Regions from separate parts of the Mus musculus genome. Here all the other regions are linked to region 3. A link is a contact called in public HiChIP or PLAC-seq and promoter capture Hi-C data. All regions are on one chromosome and are shown on one strand. Each heading gives the region's core, a stretch centred on a gene start, on an enhancer-like site or on the middle of the called end of the contact. The rest is flanking DNA. Distances are from core to core; before and after follow the strand shown.

Region 1 (4,986 bases), core at 845-3,344, 310 kb before region 3:
CTTTACCGTGAGTGCCCAATGCCCTCATGACCCAAGTCTCTTTGCTTTCCTCCTATCAAAACCTGCTTTTGAATTTATTATTTTTTTTTTAAGAGAAAAGGATACCACAAATGTCTGGATTTTTTTTGGGGGGGGGAGGTAGATCTGGTAAATTTATTTCCTTTAAGATATATGAGACTAATGAAGAACAAGCAGGAAATTTCCAGTGTCCTTTCCTATAACGGGCTCCACCCGCAAGCCCTTTGCGAGTCAAATCCTAATGCTAAAAACAGAGATCCTATAAGAGGCATTTTGGGAATCAGCATATAAATACACAAAGGCAGGGTTTTACTTTCTAAGCGTATTTGGGGAAATTAATTGTCAACATCAGGTACTGTCCAGCCCATGCAGGTCATCTCAAGAATAAGGTTTTGAAGCTGGGGATTTTAAAAAGATACCTTGCTTGGCTGTGCCCTGTGTAATGTGATAAACACAGCCCTAATACAAACGTTCATGGTGGTGACTCATTAGGAGTTTCTCCTTTCGTAGAAAAAAATATTGATGCAATAGTCAAGAAGGTCACAGTGTGCCCAGTTACCAGGCTTTGAGTCTTCCATTTCAGTAATTAAGCCGAGCACGTTATGGGAAGGTTCAGAAGACCTACCCAGAGTCATTCACAATAGTTGCCATTAGGAAACTGGATGCCACTGCAAGTCTTTTGAAGGGAATGGCATGAAATTGACCAAGTGTATAAGTAAAATCTCCTTAGAGAGTCCCTAAATGAAGGCTGGGGACTGTCACGGACAGGGCCATTCCTCCCAGGTGTTCAGACTTTACTGTGCTTTGTCCTTTGGTTCAGGTTCTTTTTGCAAATGCAACATTTGTAGCCGGATGTATCCGTTTTTATGTGTGAAGCTCTTTTTGTCTGCTTCTGACTCTTTTCTTCTCCTAGTGCATTTCACCTGGGATTGCTCTAAAGAAAGGGAATGAATGGTATTGTTTAATTTTGTGGGTCATTTCTCCTGGGATTATGGCACTCAGGTCTGAAGTTTCAGATATCCCTCGGGTCTTTAGAGATGGCTCAGTCTGTAACACAATCGCCATACAGCTCAAGAATCTAAGTTTGGATCGCCAGCACCCATGTAAAACCTGGGTTCGGTGGCGCAGTCAGTCAACCCAGAGCTTGTTGAGGCTGAGCTAGGCAGATCTCCGCAGCTCATTGGCCCCCCAGCTAGCTGAACTTGTGAGCTCCAAATTAAAGAGACCCCATCCTGAACGACATCATGGTGACCAAATGAGGAAAACACCTGACCTCTGACCTCTGAATGCACATGCACCAATGTGCATATACACACCCAAATGTGTGCATACCCCAGACATGCAATGTGCATATACACACCCAAACGTGTGCATACCCCAGACATGCAATGTGCATATACACACCCAAACGTGTGCATACCCCAGACATGCAATGTGCATATACACACCCAAATGTGTGCATACCCCAAACATGCAAAGTGCATATACACACCCAAACGTGTGCATGTGTGCATACCCCAGACATATAAAGACATGTTCTAAATTGCTCTTCCCAGAGTGTGTATGTTGGTGTGTGTGTGTGTGTGTGTGTGTGTGTATGTGTGTGTGTGTGTGTGTGTGTGTGAGATGGGTGCAAGTTTGGGTACATGGCTGCCATAGCTCATGTGTAGAGGTCAGAGGGCAACTTTCAGAAGTCAGTGCTCTCCTCCTGCTGTGGTATCTGGGCATTTCCCTCCTCAGTTTGCCAGGCTGGTGCCATAAGAGTGTTGAGCCAGGGAGCTACCTTGCCAGATCTGCTGGGATATCTTGGGCTTAGTTAAAGATGTAGCTGTGGTTCTTGAGATGGCCCCACTTGGAGTCTTTGGCAGCTGGAATTCAGGCCTTCCTCAGATCCTGCCTCCTCATTAGAATAGAGACTGACACTTGAATTCAGTGGTGGGCAGAGGAATTCTGCCACCAGATTTCTGTTTCCTGGGGGAAATCTCTTTGCAACGCATGGAATTCAGGGTCACTTCTACAAGCTCAGTTAGAGGTCTGACCTGTTGCTTTCAGCTAGGGGAAGTTTTGTCCCCAGGAAATGTTTGGAAATGTCTCAAGACAGGCTCGTGTTACAATTGAAGCAGACAAAAGGATATTATTGGCCCCAGGGAAATAGAATTCAGAAGGGCAGCGGGTCATCCTGTGGAGGGTAACATACCCCTCTCCTCTCTGCAACAGAGATTCATCTGTCCCTGAGTGTTCAAAGACCTGATGCAGAAAAATTCTGTGGATTAGCCACACAAGTGGACAGCAGTCAAAATCTGAGGGCTAAAGAGCGGGTTTACCATTAGGTAGGAGTTCTTTCTCCTTTCTCCCTTCCTTTCCCTGAACTTCACTTTGTGGGGTTATTATGTGAAGTCTGCCCTCCAACAGAGACTCCCAGAAGGGAGCCATGGCACATGGTGCTCAGCCGCTCCTGTTATTAATCTTGCACTTATCCTTACATGGTCATTGGACACTTTCTTTCACTATTGCCTGCCTCAGAAGAACAGGCTACAAAGGAGATATTTAATCATTAGAAATGAACGTTAGCTTTGCGCTTAAGTGGAGCAGATTACAACCCTGAGCCATTTGTGTGGCTAGCAATGGCTACGTGTGTGTGTGTGTGTGTGTGTGTGTGTGTGTGTGTTTGTGAGATAGTTTAAGAAGAACCGCCTTATATGTAAATCCACACACAACACTGGATCCTAGAAAGCCTGGTAAGTGGCACATCATGCCAAGAAAATACACATACCAAGATGTACAGGCGAGAGGTCAGCCACAGGAAGAGTGTGGAAATAAAAATAGTGGGAGATGCTGAGCCCGGAGAACCATTATGAAGACTCTTTCTCTTACTTAGGAAAAGGCTCTACTCCAGAGCTCAGGGTCACAATGAAAGTCACTTCAAAGACATTATCATTTGACTTTTTGTCTAAGAAAATGAAGGTGAGAGTCATTTCCTCATTTGCCTGTAATGAACGGACTAACCTGGGGTAGTGGCCTTGGAAATGCCAAGGATAGACACATAATAATGCAGGGAAATCTGTGGCAAGGACCAGAAGCCAGAGCGAAGGTGACATCTTCCACTCTGAAGAGACCTGATGTGTCTCTGCTTTCCTGTCTTACAGGGCACCATCTTTAGCACACTGGCTGGTGAGAAGTCCTCATCCGACTACAGTAAGGTAAGGAGAGGGCATGTGAGAAGCGCAGCAGAGTCTCGGATGACCGCCTGCCTCAGGATCACTGGTGTTTGGGAAGCTGTGGTCTCTGAGGGTGGTGATGGTATACTGTGAACATCTTTTAGGGTATGAAATGGAGGCATCATCGTAAGGATGTGGGGATCGTTGTTTAACACATTTTATTATAGAGAAACATGACTTCCTATATTTCCATATTGCTATCATCTGATATTTTATTATACAAGATGGGCACCAGGAAGCGCAGGCCTGTGGTGTAAAGTGAACTACAGGTGTCTTAGATTGCAAGCATAATGGTAGCCAAATGACTTCGCCTTGTGGACAGTGGTCCTGCAGCATAGAAGTCTGGTTTAGTGTCACGGGTTTGAGAAGGCTTACCATGCTTTGCAAAAGGATTAGCTTCACCCACAACTGACAGGTCACGCCTGCAGCCTGCCTGCCATCACGGCGTCGTGGCTAATTCCTGGCTTTGAGGGCCAGGGGTCACTTTGATCCACCTCTTTAATCTCCGATTTAACTAGATCCTGTCCTTCTGGTAGAGGAGGAGAAGCGATTTCACAGTCTAGACAACTCAAATAAATTCTTTGCCACTATCAATTGATAAGGGAGGGCAGGTGCATGAAGACTTGACTAATGGCTAACGTGTTACTTGCCTTTTCATACATTTTTGTGTGGTGTGATTTCTGTCTTTAATATTGCTTGGTAAGGAGGTAGGGAGAGGTATTTATCTTTAGGGGGAGAGTGAGGACCCACTCCCTTTTATTACTCTGATAGATTTTTTTTTTTTTAATGATTTATCTTTCCCGAGTTCTGCTGTGTTTGCCTTATTCTCTGCAGCAAGTTGTGAACTGCTGGGGGATGAGAACCATATGTTATTTTTAGGACCACAGATCTCAGTGAACAAAGAGACTTTAAGGCTTGCTAGGTTCACCTTTTTCCCAGGGTGGGACTAGCTTTGATATTATTTATAGATGGACCTCTGTCCTCTACTGACAGTGATCTTTATGAGCCTGGTTGTTCCCTAGTGCGACAAGTCAAAGAATTAGAATCTCTTGGCCTAGCCAGCACCTGCCTCCTATGATGTCAACCTGCTTGTTTAAGTGTAGACCAGCTCATGTGCTTTCTGCCAAATCCCCTCCTATCTCACTCCCAGGCTAATATTTTCCTTATCACTTCTGATAGGGCACTGCTATGGTTGATTCTAGGAGCACAGAGTGTGGGGATTTGCTTTTGGAAGGTAACGGGTTCTGTTTCTTGCTACTAACTTGAGTTGATATATACTTGTGGGCGTCTTACGTTTATCATCTGTAAAATGGGACTAGAAATTGTACCAACCTGAATACAGTATATGAAATAATATGCACAATGTACTTACAAAGTGTCTGGCAATACTAGATTTTGCATTAGTTGTTCTAGCCATTGATTTTATTGCCATCTCTCTCGTTTGCATCGTCTGTGTTATCAATGCCTAGAATTATGTATCGTTCTCTAAGTGTGGCAAGCTTTCTTGAAGTGTCTTGGGACTTCTCAGTCTCCCTTCAGCATGCTTGTTATGAACAATGAAGATATGAGCTCTGTGGGAAGAACAGCTGTAGGCTTTCTTGAGTGCAGTGCAGACACGGCTCACAGTGTAAGATGGTGCTGCTTTCTGCTTATGGCCACACTCTTCTGTCAGCCCTGGGAGCTTGAGCTTCTTGATCATACTCTCAAAACATTTCACCTGAGATGTCAAACATTGTTGATTCATGTTTAC
Region 2 (4,443 bases), core at 1,352-3,851, 270 kb before region 3:
GTGAGTGTGAAGGTAAGCGCTGATTAATGACATTAGCAATAGCCATGTTCCACACAAGGAATGACAAGGCATGACGCGTGAGTGAGCAGTGCCCCCGACACCTCAGCCATGGCCACAGATGAATTGTTTCTTCTTAAGAAGCTAGGAACTCAATAGGGAAACATGGGAAGAAGTTAAAATCCTATTTAAACAAAGAAGTATGGAGATACAAGTTCAGACCGCAGCACCGCATAGAAAGTCAAGAATGGGGACCGTGCCTGCAGTCTGGGGAGGCAGAGGTCCCAGTTCTCTGGGTTTGATGTCCAGCCAGTCTGGATAAATCACTAAGCCCCAGGCTCAGTGAGAAAACTTGTCTGAAAAAAATAAGGTGGAGAATTACTGAAGAAGACACCAGCATCGGTCTCTGACCTCTGCACATCACTAGCATGCACCTCCCCATGCACACAATGATGTAATATACACACGACACACACACATACACATACATGCAACATATATACTTACATGTACACACATACACACATATACACATGCATGCATATACACATACACATATACACATACACACATATACACATACATGCACACATATATACTTACATGCACACACATACACACATATACACATACATGCATATACACATACACATATACACATACATACACACATATATACTTACATGCACACACATACACACATATACACATACATGCATATACACATACACATATACACATACATGCACACATATATACTTACATGCACACACATACACACATATACACATACATGCATATAACATACACGCATACACATACATACATGCACACACACACACACACACACACACACACACACACACACAAGAAAAGGGGCACTCTGCCTATGAACTAGAAATGGCTGTCACATCCAGGGCAGAAGCTTTGAAGGTAGGATTGAGTCAGGAAATGCAGGAGAGCGGGAAGGAGAGCTGACAAAACGTAATCCCAAAAGACAAGGTCACAAACTCTCATAAGATCAGGCATGGCCTGGGAAGTGAAGAGCACAAACGCCCAGAGGAGAGAACATTCCAGCAGAGCAACGGGCTCACCCTTGTGCTGCACAGTCTTCTCTAGGTCCTGACCATTGAACCCAGGGCCTGTATACACAAAGCGCACACCACCAAGTCACACCCCTGGTTCTGGATCAAAGGAAGATGATATGGGGAGACTGTGGCAAACAGGACGAAAACAATTTTAATGTTAAAGAGTAAAAAAAGGTCTTAGAGATTGTATCCATATTCAAGTTGCTATAACAAAGTTTTATTGGCATTCATGACTGAAGTTATTGGCTAGATAAATAAATGCCATGTCACAAGATATATAAAGGGAAAAACAGGAATAAAGGGAAGTCCCAAAACATTCCAAAGAAAGAAGATAGTCGAATGGAGGTTTGAATTAAGAGTATACTTTTATTCAATCTAGAAAACCATTCTTGAAGAACTTGGAGAAAACTTGAAGTGTTGGTTAGATGTGCTGAAAGGTTCTGAGGTTCCCATTAGTCTGTATGGCTACTTGTAAAATCACGGAACAGAAAGGCTAGGAAAGAAATGCCTGGGGACAATAAACTCTGACCCCTAATATCAGGCCTCGTTGTCTCTGTAATCTGTTAATTTCTGCACCAGTCACAGTTAGTCAAGGAAATAGAAGCCGGAAATATAAAAGATCTGTTGCATGGATCTGGACCCGTCCATATGATGGAGGCACTGGGGCTATAGCAGTGAGTCCCAGCCTCTTGAAATATATAGCCTGGTGGTTATGAAGGGGACATAGAAGGGACAGGGGAAGGGGGACATAGTGAGGGGAGGAAGAGATAGAGAGGGAGGGGGAAGAAGGGGAGGGGGATGGAGGGAGGAGAGGGGAAGGGAGGGAGAGAGAGAGGTAAAATGCACATCAAATGATGTGTTTAGAATATAATATTATAGACATATGTGTGGATGCATTGGGAGATCAGGAAGTGCCATGGGATTGGCAGACAGAATGGACATGGACTTGTGGTAGAGATGGAGAGATAGGTAATGAACCAGTGTGGGTTTTCGCTCTGCACAAGGAGATTAAGAAGGAAAATGGGAATAAAAATGAAATTAAGAAGTCAGCAAGCATTCCTCATGCTCATTCTTTCTCTTCTTACATATTCATGATGTGCAACTCCTCCCCCAGGAGGCTACAGAATCCCATCAACGGGGATGATATCCTTTTATGGCCTATTAAAAAAAATACACGTCTCAGAGGCCAGCTGCACATCTGCTAGGCTCTAGCAAAGAGAATGTTGTATATACTTTTTTTTTTTTTTACATTCAAGATTAGTGCATTTCAGCTTGCTGTAGTTAGAAGAGAGCTCATCCCACAGAGTTTGGTCCTGGGATCCTGTCTAAGGGCGTCGAGGATCTGAAGAAAGGACAGACACAAGGACTGTGTGCACTCTGGTAAGGCGGCACCAGCCACCTCAGTGACTGAGAACCTCGGACTGTTTGTTCTGCACAGCACATCTGGGAGGAGGCCTCTGCAGTTGTTCTTGTAGCTCATACTGGTCAGTCGTTTGTAAACACTCATGCTTGGGACTGAAGAGGGCGTTGTCTTTTGTAGCCTCACCTAGGAGAAAAGCTTTGCCAACTTCCCCTAAGTTCAAGGCCTAGATCCTTGGCATGGCTGCCTCCTGTCAAACAATGTATTTGTTCAGAACACCACTCATGCAGGACTTTGCTCCGTAAAGAAGGTGACAGAGATGGTGGAATGTAGGTATGACTAATGTACCAAATTCCAGTCTCGGCTCAGAGGACTCCATGGGAAAGAGGTAATTTCTACAACGACTGTGTCTGACCAGAAAGGCGACAGTGTGGCTCCTTATCCTTCCCCAAACCAAAATAAACCCTCGTGGTATCAGCATGGGGGCTGGGCTGAAGGGAGTAGAAATTAACTCCAAGAGGTTTAATGAACAACCATGGCTTGTTTCTAAGACACCAGGAATGGGTCTGAGAGTTGGGAAGGTAGTCCAGCTTCAGAAAGGGACTAGGAGTAGACATTGGGATTTTCAGGTCTCTGATTCCAGCTCAGTGGCTTCATTTCCTTTGGGGCCATCTTCCTTTGCTGGCTAGAACATGTGGTGGACTGTCTGTCAACCCTGAAGTTATTAGTGCTGAGCTTTGTCGAGAGACTCCTGGTTTCAAGCCTGGGTGGATGCTTTGGACGGAATATTTAGCCTAGTCGATCAGTGATGACCCAAGTCCAGGAAAGAAGGCCTTCGAGAGCCACAGTGGACAGATGTATCATGGACAAATTAGTTTCTTCCAGGAATCACATTGGAAGAGAAAGAACAGGGTTGGCATACCACACACCTAGGCTCATTTGTGAATATCTTCCTTTATAAAGATTTATTTTTTTGTCATATGTACACGTGCCTGCATGGATGTTGTACGCATATCCTCTGTGTGCCCTGTGCACGCAGAGGACAGAAGGCAGCACCCAATCACCCACACCTGGAGTCACAGACAGTTTTGAGCCTCCATGTTGGTTCTAAGAACCAAATGTGGTTCGTCTACAAGATTAGCAAGTGCCTTCAGCTGCCCGAGCCATCTCTCTAACCCCTACTTATGAAAAATCGGATTTCTGTCTTTACTCTTTTCTTTGCCCTGATCTGTGGGGCAGCCATTATTACCACATCCCTGGGAAACAGACTACAGTGAGATCTTTCAGGAAACAATAGACAGTGTGATCACTCGTCCCCCTACTTTCCAATCTGCTTACCCCGAAAATTAAAACAAAACCAAAATAAACTAAGTGAGTAATAATAATATAATTAGATCATTGCTTAGCTCTCAGGAATGCAGACACAGCCTTGGAAATGGTTCTTGAGACACAGCCTTTCTTATCTTGGGAAAGCAGATGGTAGGTCGGTGGTAAGACTGTATATCAGGTTAACATTCTGATGTGTGAGCATGGTGCTTTAACTTCATGGTGTCCTTGGTGAGTGCACCACTCAAGGTTCTGGCTCCTTGAGCATCCTCCGGGTCAGTCTTCTAAGAAAACAAGGAGGAAAGGCTCACATTGCATGTCCCTCTCCTCCAGGGAGAGAACATAGAGATCCAGACAGAGACTCAGGCAAATGCAGAGGAATGTGGATTCACACTGAAACACTGCTGAGCCCATTCAGTGGTTCACTAATAAATATACAATTATTTACAGTCACATTTATTAGGTTTTTCTCTCCGTTCTCTCTCCCTCCACAGACCTTTAAGTGATGACCATTGCTCTGTTCTTCTAAGCTTTAGCTGCTGTGATAGTCATTTAACTAGCAATACCCAGATAAGAATGCTGTATATATGATTAGGTGAATCTTATTTGACAACTTGAATTTTAAAAAGCCAATGGGGTGGCGGGTATCCCAATGAGTTTGAACTCTGACTT
Region 3 (4,699 bases), core at 1,041-3,540:
GAACTCAGAGCGGAACTTCCAAAAGTTGTCTTCAGGCTTCCACACCCATGCTGTAGTGTGTGCATGCGTAAGTGTGCGTGTGCACGTGTGCGTGTGCGTGTATGTGTGTACGTGCACAGACAATGGCTCTCACACACACATTATGCACACACACAACAATAATAAATAAAACAAAGTGAACTATTTATAACATCACAAGCTGAAGAAAACATATCAGTAGAGATTGCACATTGACATCTACGTAAATAACTCATGGGACCCGTCAATCAATAGCATCATTGTTCTGAAAAGGTGGGTTGAAAAATACTCTGACTATAGCATGATGTAAGCTGGGATTTTTCTTTGGAAATGAAAGTGCCAAAAAAGAAAGGAAGTTGGACTTGTACCATTCATGATGATATTTGCACTTTTGCACGCCTGAGTATTAGAAGAGGCATAGGACAAACAACCCTTCCTTACATAGCTATACAGTCCCTGTGTGGTGGAAGTGCAACACAGGTCACTATCATTCAGTGCTGGAATGGGATTCTACTCTGAAGACTTGATTTGCCTCAACATGACTGTTGAGTTTACTAATATTTGCATTTTTATGTTAAACACATGTGTGTGTGTGTGTGTGTGTGTGTGTGTGTGTGTGTGTGTGTGTGTGTGTGTGTGAGAAGTTGACGAATTCAGTTCTTTCCATTCACCGTGTGAGTATACAGGGGTTCAGAGGCCTACAGTGCCTTGAGGAGGGTTTCACAGGTGTCTGTGTGATAGACACAGGGCTATGGTTAGGAATGCTGGCTCCTAAGGTGTATCCACAACTAATAGTTTTCACATTGGAGCTAGAAGGACCCTGAAAGGCCAACCAGAATAAGGTAAAACAGTGTCAATATCATAGTGGTATCTGCTTTACATTTTTAGATTCTAAAGTGAACATTTCATCTTTTGCTTAGCAGCAAAGACTTCAGGAAGTAAAAAGGCAGCTGTCTGGGTTGCCTTCTCAGCAGTCTTGAGAGCTCACAGATGTTACAAAGGGCTTTTCTGGTGGCACTACTAAGAAATACTGGTTTAGTTCAGCCCTTTTAGTTTCTTGCTATGTGAGCAGGAAGAGTGTGCTTTGCCCAGTGTCATATGGTCTACTTGTTAATTGACTCAGGATGGAAGTCGGCTCCTTGTGTGGACCCATTCTCCTTCACAGAACAGACACCAGAGATAAACAAAAGGCTCAGGGTTTTTAGAATAAACTGCGGGGCTTAAGGAGAAGCATCTGTAGAATATGCGTAGGATAGTGAAGCAGGAAGTATGAGAGAGACAGGGACCAGCCAAGACCAGCCAAGGAACATGAACGTTAGGTTAAAAGAGGCTCTTTCCATCCCAGAGAGAAGATGCAGGGACCTTAGAGGAGGAACCGTGTTGCTCCATGTTAATAAGGCCAATTACAGTCTATGGGATGGTCCTACAGTGTTTATGTATGAACGGAAGCTTACAAAGCCTGCTTTTCATACTCAGGGTCACAGCTGCAAAGTCTCCAAATCTTGTGCATTTCCCCCCATGGGTAAGGTATCTTTATTTCAACTTCTTCCCTTACCTTTCTATCACGCGTAGGAGAGTATTGAGTTCTTACCTCTATATTTATTTTTTTCTTTTCTAAAATAGTTATCAGGTATTCAATGGCTGATTCAATTAAGTAGCTGTCTACAATGATAAAAACAACCTTCACCGAGGACCAGCCTTACACACTAGAGTATCTTCCTTTCCTTTGCGAAAGTTCTAACACCTGTAATTTTACATGTGGATTGAATAGCAGTTTATTTAGCGTTTGCCCTCCAGGAGCCAGTAAGCTTCTGGGACCAGCCGGTTGCGGCCACCAGTGTGCCCCCAGCGTTTATTACAATACCCAACACTCAGCAAGTGCTTCGTGGTTCCTCTCAGATCTCCTCCGAAAGTTACACGGACAGTAACCTTCAGCTCATAATTATGATAATAGATACTGTACAACGAGTCGAGCCGGTATTTACAGGTAGAGCACACAAGGCAAATGAATACACACTCGGCGACACATGAGTGCACAAACAGCCGCGGGCAGCGACACGAAGGAGGAAACGCGCGCCGGAGTGGGCCCTGCCCAGGCTGCGGAGACCCGCTGCGCCAGCAAGCCAGCCTCTGCAGCGTGGGTGGGTACGGCCGCAGCGTCACGGGAGTCCCTACCCGCGGAACCCTGGCAAGTCCCCGAGCGCCCGCTGCAGGGCGGCGTGGGCGGAGAGCTGCGCCACGATTGGCCAGCGCAGGATGGGCGTGGCCTGCGGCGGGCGGGGGCGTGGCCTGCGGCAGGAGGCGGGCATTTCCCCAGCAAGGGGGTGTGCGCGGCTCGGGCTGGAGTTTCAGTATAAACAAGGACCCCGACTGGATCGGCGGGTTTTCCCTTTCTTCTGGCGTTCGACCCTTCCCGGTCCTGAGCTCGCCTTTTGGGGCGCCTCGGTACGGCAGCCAGGAGGCAGAGGCTCCGAGCTGTGTGCGGGTAGGTGCTCCAGGGGACCCCGCGGCGGGATGGCGGGAGCGGGCTGCGCCGGCGCTGCTCCGGAACGGCGCCGGCTGTCCAGTGCGCCCCGGCGTGGCGGGAGATCCTCGGCTGGCGAGCATTGGCAGAGCCACAGAACTAGGAGTTCTCGCGCCTGCTGCTTCCGTGCCCCGGGCTGCCGCGCTCCCAACAGGTGCGGGGCTGAGCACTGACGACCCGGGGACCCGGGGATCTGGGGACGCTGTGCTGCGCCTCGCCCCGGCCAGGCCTTCTGTTTGGAGATCTTAGATATTGAGGGTTTGTCTGAGTTGGAGTCTCGTTCATCCTTTTTGCTTTCCCTCTCAGCTTCTTGTGCATACCTAGGGTTGTTTCCATGTACTTTTTGGCTAGTTTCCTAGGGTGCTTGAGAGTGTTCAGGCTGTTGTTTATTTTTTGCTGCAGTTTCCTTATAATTTAAGGTCTGACTCCCAGGAACAGTCAGGGAAACAGGACTTGTGTGTTCCCCAGGCTCGTATGCAAACTTGAACAAGTAGCCTGTTTTTTGTTTTGCTTTGTGACCCAGGTGAGTTGCCTTCGGACACTAGCCTGGGTGATAATAACGTGGCCCGGGGTACCTGGTAGCCTCGTGGGCTGAGTGCGTGAGGGAGGCTCCTCTTTATTGGAGAGCCCCGGGAATAACTTCAGCAGCACTGTACTAGAGAAAAGGGCAAACGCGGAAACGGAGGTGTTCTCTCTCGCTCTCTCGCTCTATCGCTCTGTCTCTGTCTCTCTGTCTCTCTCTCTGAGTGTGCGTGTGATTTGACTATTCCTTGCCACCTTACCCCATCCAAATTGGTTCAGTTCAGGCGAAGCACTGTGGCTAAGGCACTGACAGTGCGGCGAGGTGTTCTCTCGCACAGCGTGGTAAAGGGCGCTAGGAGAGCATCTGGGCTGCAGTTTTCTCTTGTGAATGTAAATGTGCCCGTTTGCAGATGGATTCGGGGCGTATGGTGTATATGGATAAATATGCACGCATACTTGTGTATGTATGTTTGGGTGAACGCGTCTCCAAGGAGTCCTTCGTCAGCAGCGCCATGTGACAATGGCCTGGAACTGCTGGTGTGCGTAGAGCTATATTTAGCCCTGACAGTGTCTCACTGGGAGGACGGGTCTTGAGCTGGGAGGATAAAGCGGGGAAGAATCCAGGAATAAGGTTATCGAGCTCTTGACTGATGTCTGGCGCAGTCAGACTCAGATGGTGAATAATGACTCCTCATGAGTGCAGTAGCTGGAGCGTGGCATGTGATGACTGCTTTAATTGGACATAGTTGTGACCAGGGTGGTCAGCCAATGCGAAGAGGATTAAACAAGGAGATTTAAAAAGAGAAGATAGTGTGTAGCTGATTTGAAGATTTAGGAGGAGAGAACCGGTCATGTGAGGTTCAAAGTGCACGAAGAATTGATTTCTTAAAGGGAATAATAATAGTAAAAAATGTTTGGCTGTTGAGGATGCAGAGAAAATAAATGACAGCCAGTTAAACAGTGTTATGCACTAAGGACAGTTTTGTTTGGGGCAGGGAGCAATGTTTGAGTTACTGAGGACCCAGGGCATTTTTTGACAGAAGTCAGGGCTCAGCAACAGCCCTGGCTGCTTTTCCCTTTCAGGCAGATTTGCTGGCACGTGAGATAACATCAGCCTCTGGTGAGCAAGTCGCTCTCCTGTGTCAGGCAAGCCTTTGTTTTCCTGGAGGTGCCAGCCCTTCTGGCTACTAAGGATCCTGGCCTAGGACTTCCTTATTTCAGCTTTTCAGCTTTCCTGTCATGCTGCCCGAGGTGTCTGTGCTACCACACTTTGGACCTGGCCTTGTGGGAAGGTCCTCAGCGGGATGCATCTGCATTGCCATTCTCTAGCGTCAGCATCTAATCTAGTGTACCCTGAAGTATAGATAGCTGAATATCGCTGTGGTCATTGCTCAGCATAATACTCCTGTAATGTCATTAATATCTCATTCTTGTAACATTAACTTCACTGTTTATTAGAGCACCATAGGCCAAATGAACCAGGTAAAAATTATTCCTCTGGAGGGAAGAAGGTGGGTAAGAGAACAGAGAGTGATGTGGGCACATGGACCTGTGTAGGCCAAGTAGGGATCCTAGTATCGTATAGAAAACCATGGGACCACCCTGTTCACTCTACAGAAGTTACCTAGAAGAAAT

Evidence for each region. Promoter capture Hi-C pulls out the DNA fragments that hold promoters and counts their contacts. HiChIP or PLAC-seq counts read pairs in DNA pulled down with a chosen protein or histone mark.
Region 1: an H3K4me3 HiChIP or PLAC-seq map of embryonic limb bud shows a contact between it and region 3, with 8 times the contacts expected there. The contact joins the enhancer-like site here to the promoter of Rasgef1b in region 3. A contact is called at or near these places in 11 of 39 promoter capture datasets (the 3T3-L1 cell line, the HPC-7 cell line, cranial neural crest and 5 more), 4 of 484 Hi-C or Micro-C datasets (Sertoli cells, bone marrow-derived macrophages, embryonic fibroblasts and 1 more), 19 of 115 datasets of contacts at active chromatin or transcription factors (bone marrow-derived macrophages, craniofacial prominence, embryonic basal ganglia and 13 more) and 4 of 9 other capture datasets (adipose tissue, liver, macrophages and 1 more).
Region 2: a promoter capture Hi-C map of liver shows a contact between it and region 3, with 7 times the contacts expected there. The contact joins the enhancer-like site here to the promoter of Rasgef1b in region 3. A contact is called at or near these places in 15 of 39 promoter capture datasets (the 3T3-L1 cell line, the HPC-7 cell line, cranial neural crest and 8 more), 1 of 15 datasets of contacts at CTCF or cohesin (the NIH/3T3 cell line), 13 of 484 Hi-C or Micro-C datasets (the HL-1 cell line, Th2 cells, bone marrow-derived macrophages and 6 more), 19 of 115 datasets of contacts at active chromatin or transcription factors (bone marrow-derived macrophages, cardiomyocytes, craniofacial prominence and 14 more) and 3 of 9 other capture datasets (adipose tissue, liver and macrophages).

What each region holds. Positions count from the first base shown.
Region 1 is chr5:99,557,124-99,562,109 of GRCm38.p6, reverse strand. A930011G23Rik (RIKEN cDNA A930011G23 gene) reads left to right here. Exons shown (of 4, transcript NR_030692.1): 2 at 3,165-3,218. Among named protein-coding and RNA genes, the nearest start is that of Gm35253, 49 kb to the right of the region's middle. Within about 2 kb of position 2,094, at least 6 of the 459 cell types and tissues checked have an H3K27ac peak or open chromatin away from gene starts, as enhancers often do.
Region 2 is chr5:99,525,334-99,529,776 of GRCm38.p6, reverse strand. All of the region lies in intron 2 of A930011G23Rik (RIKEN cDNA A930011G23 gene), which reads left to right. Among named protein-coding and RNA genes, the nearest start is that of Gm35253, 17 kb to the right of the region's middle. Within about 2 kb of position 2,601, at least 21 of the 459 cell types and tissues checked have an H3K27ac peak or open chromatin away from gene starts, as enhancers often do. A contact at or near this core is called in intestinal villus epithelium and liver, where this site is marked.
Region 3 is chr5:99,250,518-99,255,216 of GRCm38.p6, reverse strand. It overlaps Rasgef1b (RasGEF domain family, member 1B), which reads left to right and starts at 2,290. Exons shown (of 14, transcript NM_181318.4): 1 at 2,290-2,503.